3 separate regions of the Mus musculus genome follow, and all the other regions are linked to region 1. The links are chromatin contacts, called in public Hi-C and Micro-C maps. All regions are on one chromosome and are shown on one strand. The core of a region is the stretch at or near the end of the contact, and the rest is flanking DNA. Distances in the headings are between cores, read along the strand shown. Region 1 holds the start of Crim1 (cysteine rich transmembrane BMP regulator 1 (chordin like)). Region 2 has its middle 48 kb from the start of Gm32573. Region 3 overlaps Vit (vitrin).

Region 1 (3,040 bases), core at 295-2,794:
TTAACGAGACATTTCCTCTCTTCAGTATAAATGTATATAGTTTTCTAATGGGATGGAGAGGGGAATATTACACTGGTGGCTTTGGCTTTTTTGTTGTTGTTGTTGATGATGATGACTACCACAGATAAACCATAATATTCTGCAGAAATATGAATCTGTCCCACAAACAAAATTCCAAAGGCATCTTTGTGTCCTTTCTCCTTGTACTGGTGCCATTAACTTTTGGCTCATTAGTCATGATGCTCCTGATCTAACTAGCTGCCACCTATCTGCAGCAAGACCATGCACAGGCAGCCAAGCCCACTTCACACCTGCTCCAACACCAGGCGGGTTTTACATAATGATTCAAATCACTCCCCCCTCCCTCCTTGGGCTGTTTTATTTATACTCCTGTAAGGGGGCACGGAGAAAACATCGACGGGGCCACTGGTTCTCTCCTGATGAGGGATCAGAGCTATCACTGGGAGAATCTCTGAAATCATTGAGGAGAAATCCTCCACATGTGCACAGCTCCTCTCCAGTTGTTTCATGTCTCGCCACAAAGAATATATTACCACCCATCTTCTTTATTAATACATTCGTGATAAATCTTTTAGGAAAGAAAAATGGGAGGAAGAAAAGGGAAACACGCCTCTTTAGCTCGCGAGCCTGAAAAAACAAAACAAAACGGCACAGTCAGGTGGCATGTAAGGATGCCTAGGCTCTTCCAGCCTAGCGTCATGTCAAGACTTGTAATCTAGTGTTGAGCCTTACTCCAGAGAGGATTAAGCTCTGTTACTTTCCAGTCACCCCTCCCATGATACAGCACCTCCACACAGACATACAGAAGGTGGATCATTAAAATTCAAGCTGCAGCCCTCCCCAACATTGTCCCAGCTCAGAATATTTACCTAGACCATTTAAAGCATTCAACCCCACCAGCAGTTTCCCTGGAGATGTCTCCAGGTTTCCAAGACTCCATTACATAATATCTTTTACAAAGTCTATTCCCAGCTCGAGTGGAAGATGGATTCTCGTCCAGTTTGCGGAAATTCCACGCGTTCGCTTCCCTTTCCTGGGGTTCGATCCGGCCAGTGCCCAGCCTAGGCTGCAGCAACAGCTCCGGCTAGGATCCCCGCCACTCTCTGAACTCAAAACTACCACCCGGAGGTGCAGCCGTCCCGCCCCCGGTGCTCCAAAGCTAGCCCTCGTGGCCCGGTGCCGGCGGGGGCTCGCGTCGCTACGACTGTCTCAGATCCCCGGCCGCAGCGCGCTCGCGGGGCCGGGCCCCGAGCCCGGATGATCGGCAGCAGGGCCGACTCGGTGCCGGGCTGCGGAGGAAGGAGAGGGGGAGGAGGAGGAGGCGTGGAGGGAGGAAGGGCCGGGGCAGCCCCGGAGGGAGGCGAGGGGGAGGGGAGGGGGCCGGCCGGCCCGAGGGTGGGGGGGCAGCCAATGAGCAGCGCGCGGCGCGGGGAGGGCGGGGGGGGGAATGAGGTAGGATGGGGGAGGGCGCAGCCGGAGCGGCGGAGGCTCCAGCCATAAACAAGCGCCCGGAGGAGCGGCGCGGGAGAGAGCCGAGCCGGGCACAAGGAACGGACGCCACGGACCTTCTGCTGAGCCACCGCGCCCACTCGGCGGCTCGGGAGGCGGGGACCGGCCCGGAGGCTGCGCTGCCGTCGTCTTTCCCCGGCAATCAGGAGCAGCGCGGAGGACCAGAAGGAGCCACCAGCCCTTCTTCGGAGCGGTGCGCAGCCACCGCCGCCGCCAGAAGTTTGGGTTGAACCGGAGCTGCCGAGAGGAAACTTTTTTTCCTCTTTTCCCCCTCCCGCCCGGGAGGAGAAGGAGGAGGAGGGGAAGCCACCCGCCACCGCTGCCGCTGGCGCCAACGCTCGTGGGCTCCGGGTCGGCGCGGCCCGCAGGGGCGGCGGGGGCCTCGCCCCGCGAGGGGAGGAGCGCCCCGGGGGCCCCTAGTGGGGCACGAGGACCGCGGGCTGCGGGTGCGGCGGCGGCGCGTGTGCCCCGCGCAGGGGAGGGCGCCCGCCCCGCTCCCGGCCCGACTGCGAGGAGGAGGCGGCGGCGCAGGAGGATGTACTTGGTGGCGGGGGGCAGGGGGCTGGCCGGCTGCGGGCACCTCTCGGTCTCGCTGCTGGGGCTGCTGCTGCTGCTGGCGCGCTCAGGCACCCGGGCGCTGGTCTGCCTGCCCTGTGACGAGTCCAAGTGCGAGGAGCCTCGGAGCTGCCCAGGAAGCATCGTGCAGGGCGTCTGCGGCTGCTGCTACATGTGCGCCCGCCAGAGGAACGAGAGCTGCGGTGGAGCCTATGGGCTCCATGGAGCCTGCGACCGGGGGCTGCGCTGTGTCATCCGCCCCCCGCTCAATGGCGACTCCATCACCGAGTACGAAGTGGGCGTCTGCGAAGGTACGGCTGCCCTGCTGCGCGCCCCCTCCCACCTGGCGGGCGCGGAACAAAGTTTGCTTGAGACTTTTCCCAGAGGAGAGAGGGTTCCCGGGGAGGAGGGACGGTCGCTGTCCCCTGGAGGGTGCCCTAGATGCCTGCCCAGGGGCGGGCGAGGTTGGGTTGCGTGGGTGAGCTCCGAACACGCATAGACACACACAGGTGCGGTGATTAGGGCTTACACTGGGTGGCCTTTCTCGCCCCAGGCAGGGGTGCCCTGTGCGGGGGCACACTGCGGAGTCTGGCACGCACAAGTCCCTCGGGGAGTCCGCCCCTGCTGCCCTGCCCGCATAGCGCAGTGTGGCACCGAGGGCGTACGCAGTCCGCGCAGCCGGCTTCTGATAGCGGAGTAGACCTGTGCTCCAGCCTGCACTCCCTATGTGACTCTTACTATTTTTTCTTTGCGCTCTTCCTTCACCTCCTTCTTCCTCCTTCGCGTAATAAATCAGTTTCAGCTCCGGAGTATGTCAGTCCAGGCGAAGTTGCACATGGCGATTACTCATTTATTTGCCTATTGGAAACGGTCAAAGGCTTACTCTTCTGGATGGCTGAAGGGGGTGGGTGGGGGCTGCACCTGGATTAAAAAGTTATGGTTCACTACAAGAGGT
Region 2 (3,040 bases), core at 260-2,759, 440 kb after region 1:
GAAGTTTGTCTGCTAAGATTGAAAGCTTTGCAGCAAGGATCTGGGAAAAAAATTGGGCTATAATGAAAAAGTTCAGATATTTCTTGTTCCTCTTGGCTCCTTAAATAACCCTTTTTGAACAGGGCAAGCCCTTCTTCCCCAGTTGCTATCTCAGGGACCAGTGTGAGTTTACAGAAAAGACCATCTTCCTGTGTCCAAGGAATTTTTTTCAGCTTAAAAGGCGTTTTGAAATAATGTTATTTTCCAGTCAAAGTCTCAAGAAAGTCTCCCACTAGACTACATGGATAAGTAGGAAATATTCTTGAAAAGATGAGTTAAATTGCTTTGGAAAAAGGCATTTATTCAGGCAGTGTCTTTGGGGATTTGAAGTCCAGTGGTAAGCACAGACAAATGAATTTAAAAAATCTTTAATTACTATCATGGGGTTATTTATGCCTTGAATGCATGACTAGCCATTACAAACAGTCTCACAAGAAATAAAACTGCAGTTATGCCCAATAGTGACTCTCATAAACTACGCACTGTGTCAAGGCTGCACACATGAACTTGTCTCTACCATTTGCTGGGAATATCTTATTTGGAATTCACAGACCATTTCCTTTAAGATAGTGGCTCTCAACCTTCCAAATGCTGTGACCATTCCTCATGTTGTTGTAACCCCCCAGCCATAAAATTATTTCCATTGCTTACTTCTAACTGTAATTTTTCGACAGTTATGAATCATAATGTAAATATCTGACAGGTAGGATATCTGATGTGTGACCACCAAAGGGGTCTCGACCCACAGGTTGAGAAGCACTGCTTTAAGGCATGTTGATGCCCAAAGCCACATACTGGGTACATGATAATATGGTTTGGGTATGAACAGTTCCCATCAAGGACTCCTGTGTGTGAGAGATGACTGGATCACAAGGGCTCTGAACTGATCAGTAGGCTAATCCGATGATGGATTTATATTATTGGGAAATGGGCCTAACTGGCGGAAGTAGGTCATGAGGTCTGCCTTGAGAGGATGGAATGTCCCTGCTCCCATGACATCCCTAAACATGCAGGGCTGATAAAACTCTCACACATCCTTTGCGTGTCAGCCCAAATGCCAGCTTCCCTTCAGAGCTTCTTCTCCTTGCTAAGAGAGCCTTCCGTCTTTCTCCTGACCTGCCTATTCTCCACAGACTCTTGTGGTTCTTTCTCTTCAGTGGACACACACATTACCATGGGCACAGAATCCAGGAAGTGAAATATTTGCATTTAAGTTACCTGATAGAGACATCTGATGATGGTACCTGTAGTCACCCAGAGGCCACAGAGAACTGGGTACCTGAAAGGGAGGCTAGGAATGAAATGGGATGGGCAGGCGAGAGAAGAATGACGCCAAGACAGTTTCTCTGATCTTGGCTCAAAGTTTAATTTTCAGCTCTGCATTTATATAGGCCAAACCCACAGTCCCATCCTTTGTTTTGGCTAGATTGAGTTGCAAAGAAAGCTCAGTAGGTGGTCAACTCCTCAAGGTTCCATATGGAAATGCAAATGTGGCAAGGCCAGGGCTGACTCAGGCCAGGCTTGTTTAGCCTATTCAAGGCTGGGGAAGGGCACAGGTACCCTACCCAATGACACACAGAATGAGAGGCAGATATTCCAGAAGAAACAGGTTGGATGAGAGTCTAATTCTACCCTAGTTGCTTTCCTCCATTGTCCTCATGTCCTTCTCAGGTCCCTTACTGCACGGTACTCTCACTGTATTTCTAGGACCTTTGTGGCTCTACCTCAGGGCTACACTGAGGAGTCCTTTCCTTTTGTTTTCATTGCCCTGAGGATGGAAATCCTTTTTTGTGTGGTCAGATTTAACTTTCATTTAATAGACATTACTAAGCACCCATTATATGCCAGGCAATGGGATCAGCATTTAGGGTAAAAAGAGAAATGAGACCTAGTCCTTGTCCCAGGAGTTCACAGGGTCACATGAGGGAAGCTCACACAGACATGCCTTTGCTAATGAGGCAGGAGGCTGGCAAACATGGAGAAAATTGCTGGGCTGGGCTTTATGGAAAGACCCCATTTCATTCAGGTAAAGGAAAAAAAATGGAAAAGGTGTCCAGGGAAGGAGGTGACAGGAGCAAAGAGGGGGCAGAGTGCTAGCCATGAAGCAACAGTGTGAGCTTTGAGGCACAGTGTGAACCGTGAGGATGGAGGGAAAAGTGGGGCCATGATGTGTCAGACTGTGAGGACTAGGGGGTGCCTCTGTTGCACAGAACAGAAACTCAGTTCACAGTGTCTCAAGTGAGAGGTGGGGGAGGCTGAAACTGGGGTAACTCATCATCTCCAAAGCCAGAGACACAGCAGAGCGTCAGAAACAGGAGGAGGGACAGGAGTAAGACAGGAGACAGGTCATCCCTTGTCATACCTTTCTCCACAACATCTGGCAATGGACTCACAGCTCTGCTGAGAGACAACAGGAAAACCTCCATCTACTGAGGGAGCAGCCTCAAGATTCAGGACTCCAACAGGAGCAGCTTTTCCAGCTGCTGCTCATTTTATATAACCGTAACTTTGTAGTTGTACACTTGAGACCGGATCTCACAATTCACGTCTGGCTGAGCTAGAACTTCTATGGAGACCACGCTAGCCTTGAACTCACAGAGATCTGCCTGCCTCTGTCTCCTGGGCGCTGGAACTAAATAAAAGCAAAGCTAACATACTCATTGACCACTGTAATTTAATAAGTCTATTTTATTCAGTTTGAGATGGTCTCACTATGTAGTCCAGGTTGGTCTCAAATGTACGATTCTCCTGCATCGACCTTCCAAATGCTCATCCTATTGGCATTTACCAGCAGGCCCAGCTTAATTAATAAGCTTTAGGAGGCCATGAAGCGTCAGGTTGAATGCTAGTGTGTTCAACACCTGAAAGCAGGCTGAGTCTTATTCTGCCTTGTGTATTAATCAAGAAAACCAGGGTCTGATGGGTTACGGGTGTCCTGCGCCCACTCTGCCATAGAGCTCGGGCCACTGGTGGAGGCGGGATGTGAGAGTTTGACTGAGCC
Region 3 (3,040 bases), core at 284-2,783, 320 kb after region 1:
ACTAGAATTTCTTTGGGAAAGTGCATTGGCATTTTGCTCCCTTCCTAACAGTTCCTCTCTCCCATCACACATTGGGAAACAGTGAGAGGAACTTCGAGAAGGCCACCTTGGGACATGAGAACAGTCAGATGCCGTCACCGAGTCCTGAGTCGTCCGAGAGCCTGTCATTTTCACATCCCACCACACGACTGTAATATCCTCAAGAATCTTTCTATATTGGGAGTGATATGCCTGATTAAGCATAAAAATGATGCCTGTACATCATTTTAACATTTGTGGGGAAGAGAACTCTGTGAGTTCAGACCCCAGTATGATTCTTTATAATTATGACAACTTTTACTACCCAATGTGTATGCTTTACAGCCTGAAATTTAACTCTTGTCAAGCGAATATTTTAAATGCCTATGATCCATGAGTCAGGTGGAAGGGAAATGGACCCATGCTGTGAGGAGTGGGGACATGAGATGCTGAAGGCGTGAAGGAGTCCAAGTCTGACATTCGAGTTCTAGGATAGTCACATATCCTCTACAACCTTGAGAAATTTGCTAACAGATCTTGAGAAATTTGCTAACATTCTCTTCATCTCCATTCTCTCGTCTGGAAAGCAGATGGACATAGAAGTACTCTTCTGAGTCTATTAACCGTGAGAAGTCCATAAGTCCTAGTGAGTGTGGAGTGTAGCACTTAGTGAGCGTTCCGAAATGACCGTTGTTATTGGGTATACTTAAAACTTCCAGAACTTTCTGCAAAAAAAAAAAAAAAACAGACCCACTATGGCACACCTACACTTACTAGACAGTCAGGGAGGCTGAGGCAGAAGGAACACTTCAGCTCAGAGCTTAGGTAGCTCCTGGGCAGCTTGGTGAGACATTATCTCAATAAAAATAATACAAATAAATGAATAAATAAATAAATTTCACGAAGAGAAATAAAGGAACAAATCTCTCCTGACATAACAAAAATATCAGGAGAGGCATGTGGCTGAAGCAAAAAGCTCTTTTAGGCTAAGAATGCTCTCAGGAGCTCTGGGGCATGAAGCTAGGAGGTTTCCTTTCAAGTTTAGTATCTTGCATCAGAACGACTCTGTTTGTCCCTGGTAATTTCCAGAGTTTAATCCTCCACAGCCCTTAATTCTCTAGCCACAGCCACAGCCACTCCCCCGTGCTCCTCCACACCCTCCATTTTCCACTAGCCTCTTCTCGACCAGACTCAAGAATGTGCCTTGACGCTGCTCTGGGAGAGTCGAAGGCCTGTCATCTGACATTAGCCCATTCTTTACCAAGAGGCAGTCAGGAAAGCCTAGGTCCCACAGACAAGCCCTCCCATTCCTCTCTCCATTGGAAGGGCAGCCCAGAGCTTGACATGATTTTCTGTGCCTCAGAACTGGAGGCTGAACAACAAAGCACAGAGTGTTCACGCCAGTGAAGGCTCTAGGGATTTCCAGTTGAATTGAAACAGATACCCAGCCCTACATCCACAGTAGATAGCCCTTGGCAGTCACTAACCACAGCAGCCCAAGGGGAAACTCACAAAGAGGAGGCAGAGCTAAAGCAGTGTCAAACACATTAGGCAGAGGCATCTCTGATGAGAGAGACCCGTGTTTAACAGCCCCATGAGATTTTTTGAAGCCTTTCTTGGTTTCCAGGGTAACTGGGAGGTGCCCTCCTGCCCCACCTCATCTCAGAGGGCCTTGTTTCCTTCCCCGGATGTTCCTTTCTTGATACCCTTTCCATTACCCAGAATGGATGACTAGCGGGAGGAGTTCTGTAGAGCTCATCACTGCATGCCTGCAAACCAGTGCATGCCCCCACCCCACCCCCACCCCACCCCCACCCCACCGCATGCCTGCAAACCAGTGCATGCCCCACCTCGCCCCCACCCCCCACCACTGGAGGTCTAAGATCTAAACTACCACTTGGGAGATGTAATTGCTATCTGCAATGTCCCTGGAAGTCACTATTGGGGAAGTGTTTGTGGATGCAGTAAGCATTACCATATGGCCGGTTCTTAACGAGGTACAAAATGATGGCCTCAAACACATACCAAGAAGAGCTTTCCTGCTCGGTCCTGCGGAAATGTGAAAAATGCCACATGGATAAGTGGCACGTGCATGTACACGTGTGTGTCATGGCACATACAGGAGCTATTCAGTCCAACTGGTGGCCACGGATGAACACCTCTGCTGTGGGATTTTCTCAGTGAGCAAAAGGGACCCCCTAGGCTGGGGACATGCCTCAGTGGTTAAAAGCTTATGTAACTCCTCCAGAGGACAGAAGTCTAGTTCCCCAGTCCCAGGTCAGACACCTCACAACCCCCTGTAACTCCAGATCCGGGAGGCATCAGAACACATCCCACTTTGAGGCAACTGTCTGCACACACACATAATTTTTTTTTGAAGTACAGTTTCCAAGAAAGGAATGTATTCATAAATAGCTCACACCTTATTCACCTATGTATATGTGAGACTTAAGGGAAATTCCTCGGTGATAAGATCAGCTGATGCAACATTTTCATAAACAACTTGAAAAATAATCACGCACACAAATAAGACTTTGTTGACGCCTTATTTGAAATGCTGGCTTGTTCGTTGTGGAATGTCTTAGCTACTGCCCTCTACCCATGAGGTGCCAAGCAGTACTGCCCCCACCTCGCCAAATTGTAGCAACCAAAGTGTCTTCGGAGCTGTCAAATGTCCGTGCTGGCACAGTACTGTCATAATCGAGAAACCCCACAACACCGTCCTGGCAGCTTCGCTTTCAGGTCGCCCGTCTTCAGGGCTCATTGTGTCCCTCCGCCATGCTTCCTCTCAGAGCCTGGCTACGGGGCTTCATGCCGCCTCTCTACGAAGCCATTGCTTGCTCCGATGCTAACAGAAGTGCATGCGTCCGCTTCATTTGAAGAGTTTTCATTCCACCAGCCATCTTTTCAGGGAAACGAGACCTGGCTAAAATAAATAAATAAATAAAAGCATGCAAAAGGGGTTTTAATCCAAGCTGCCAGAAACAGAAAATAATTCAAGCTAGTTGGAGCAAAAGCACCC

What was found. Hi-C and Micro-C count contacts between places; a contact is called where the count stands out from the background.
Region 2: a Micro-C map of embryonic stem cells shows a contact between it and region 1, with 2.7 times the contacts expected there. The contact joins the enhancer-like site here to the promoter of Crim1 in region 1. A contact is called at or near these places in 1 of 39 promoter capture datasets (hippocampal neurons), 1 of 484 Hi-C or Micro-C datasets (embryonic stem cells) and 1 of 115 datasets of contacts at active chromatin or transcription factors (astrocytes).
Region 3: a contact with region 1 is called in a Hi-C map of uterus, with 2.0 times the contacts expected there. The contact joins the enhancer-like site here to the promoter of Crim1 in region 1. A contact is called at or near these places in 7 of 39 promoter capture datasets (the 3T3-L1 cell line, the HPC-7 cell line, HPC-7-derived erythroid cells and 4 more), 3 of 484 Hi-C or Micro-C datasets (extraembryonic endoderm stem cells, nephron progenitors and uterus), 1 of 115 datasets of contacts at active chromatin or transcription factors (neural tube) and 1 of 9 other capture datasets (pancreatic islet).

The regions. Positions count from the first base shown.
Region 1 is chr17:78,198,704-78,201,743 of GRCm38.p6, forward strand. It overlaps Crim1 (cysteine rich transmembrane BMP regulator 1 (chordin like)), which reads left to right and starts at 1,545. Exons shown (of 17, transcript NM_015800.3): 1 at 1,545-2,396. The coding sequence starts at 2,066. It overlaps Gm32282 (predicted gene, 32282), which reads right to left and starts at 1,322. Exons shown (of 2, transcript NR_168063.1): 1 at 891-1,322; 2 at 547-648.
Region 2 is chr17:78,634,307-78,637,346 of GRCm38.p6, forward strand. No RefSeq gene overlaps it. Among named protein-coding and RNA genes, the nearest start is that of Gm32573, 48 kb to the left of the region's middle. Within about 2 kb of position 1,510, at least 9 of the 459 cell types and tissues checked have an H3K27ac peak or open chromatin away from gene starts, as enhancers often do. A contact at or near this core is called in embryonic stem cells, where this site is marked.
Region 3 is chr17:78,520,213-78,523,252 of GRCm38.p6, forward strand. All of the region lies in intron 1 of Vit (vitrin), which reads left to right. It overlaps Gm32573 (a long non-coding RNA gene), which reads right to left. Exons shown (of 4, transcript XR_001782251.2): 4 at 2,467-2,944. Among named protein-coding and RNA genes, the nearest start is that of Vit, 14 kb to the left of the region's middle. Within about 2 kb of position 1,534, at least 58 of the 459 cell types and tissues checked have an H3K27ac peak or open chromatin away from gene starts, as enhancers often do. A contact at or near this core is called in neural tube and uterus, where this site is marked.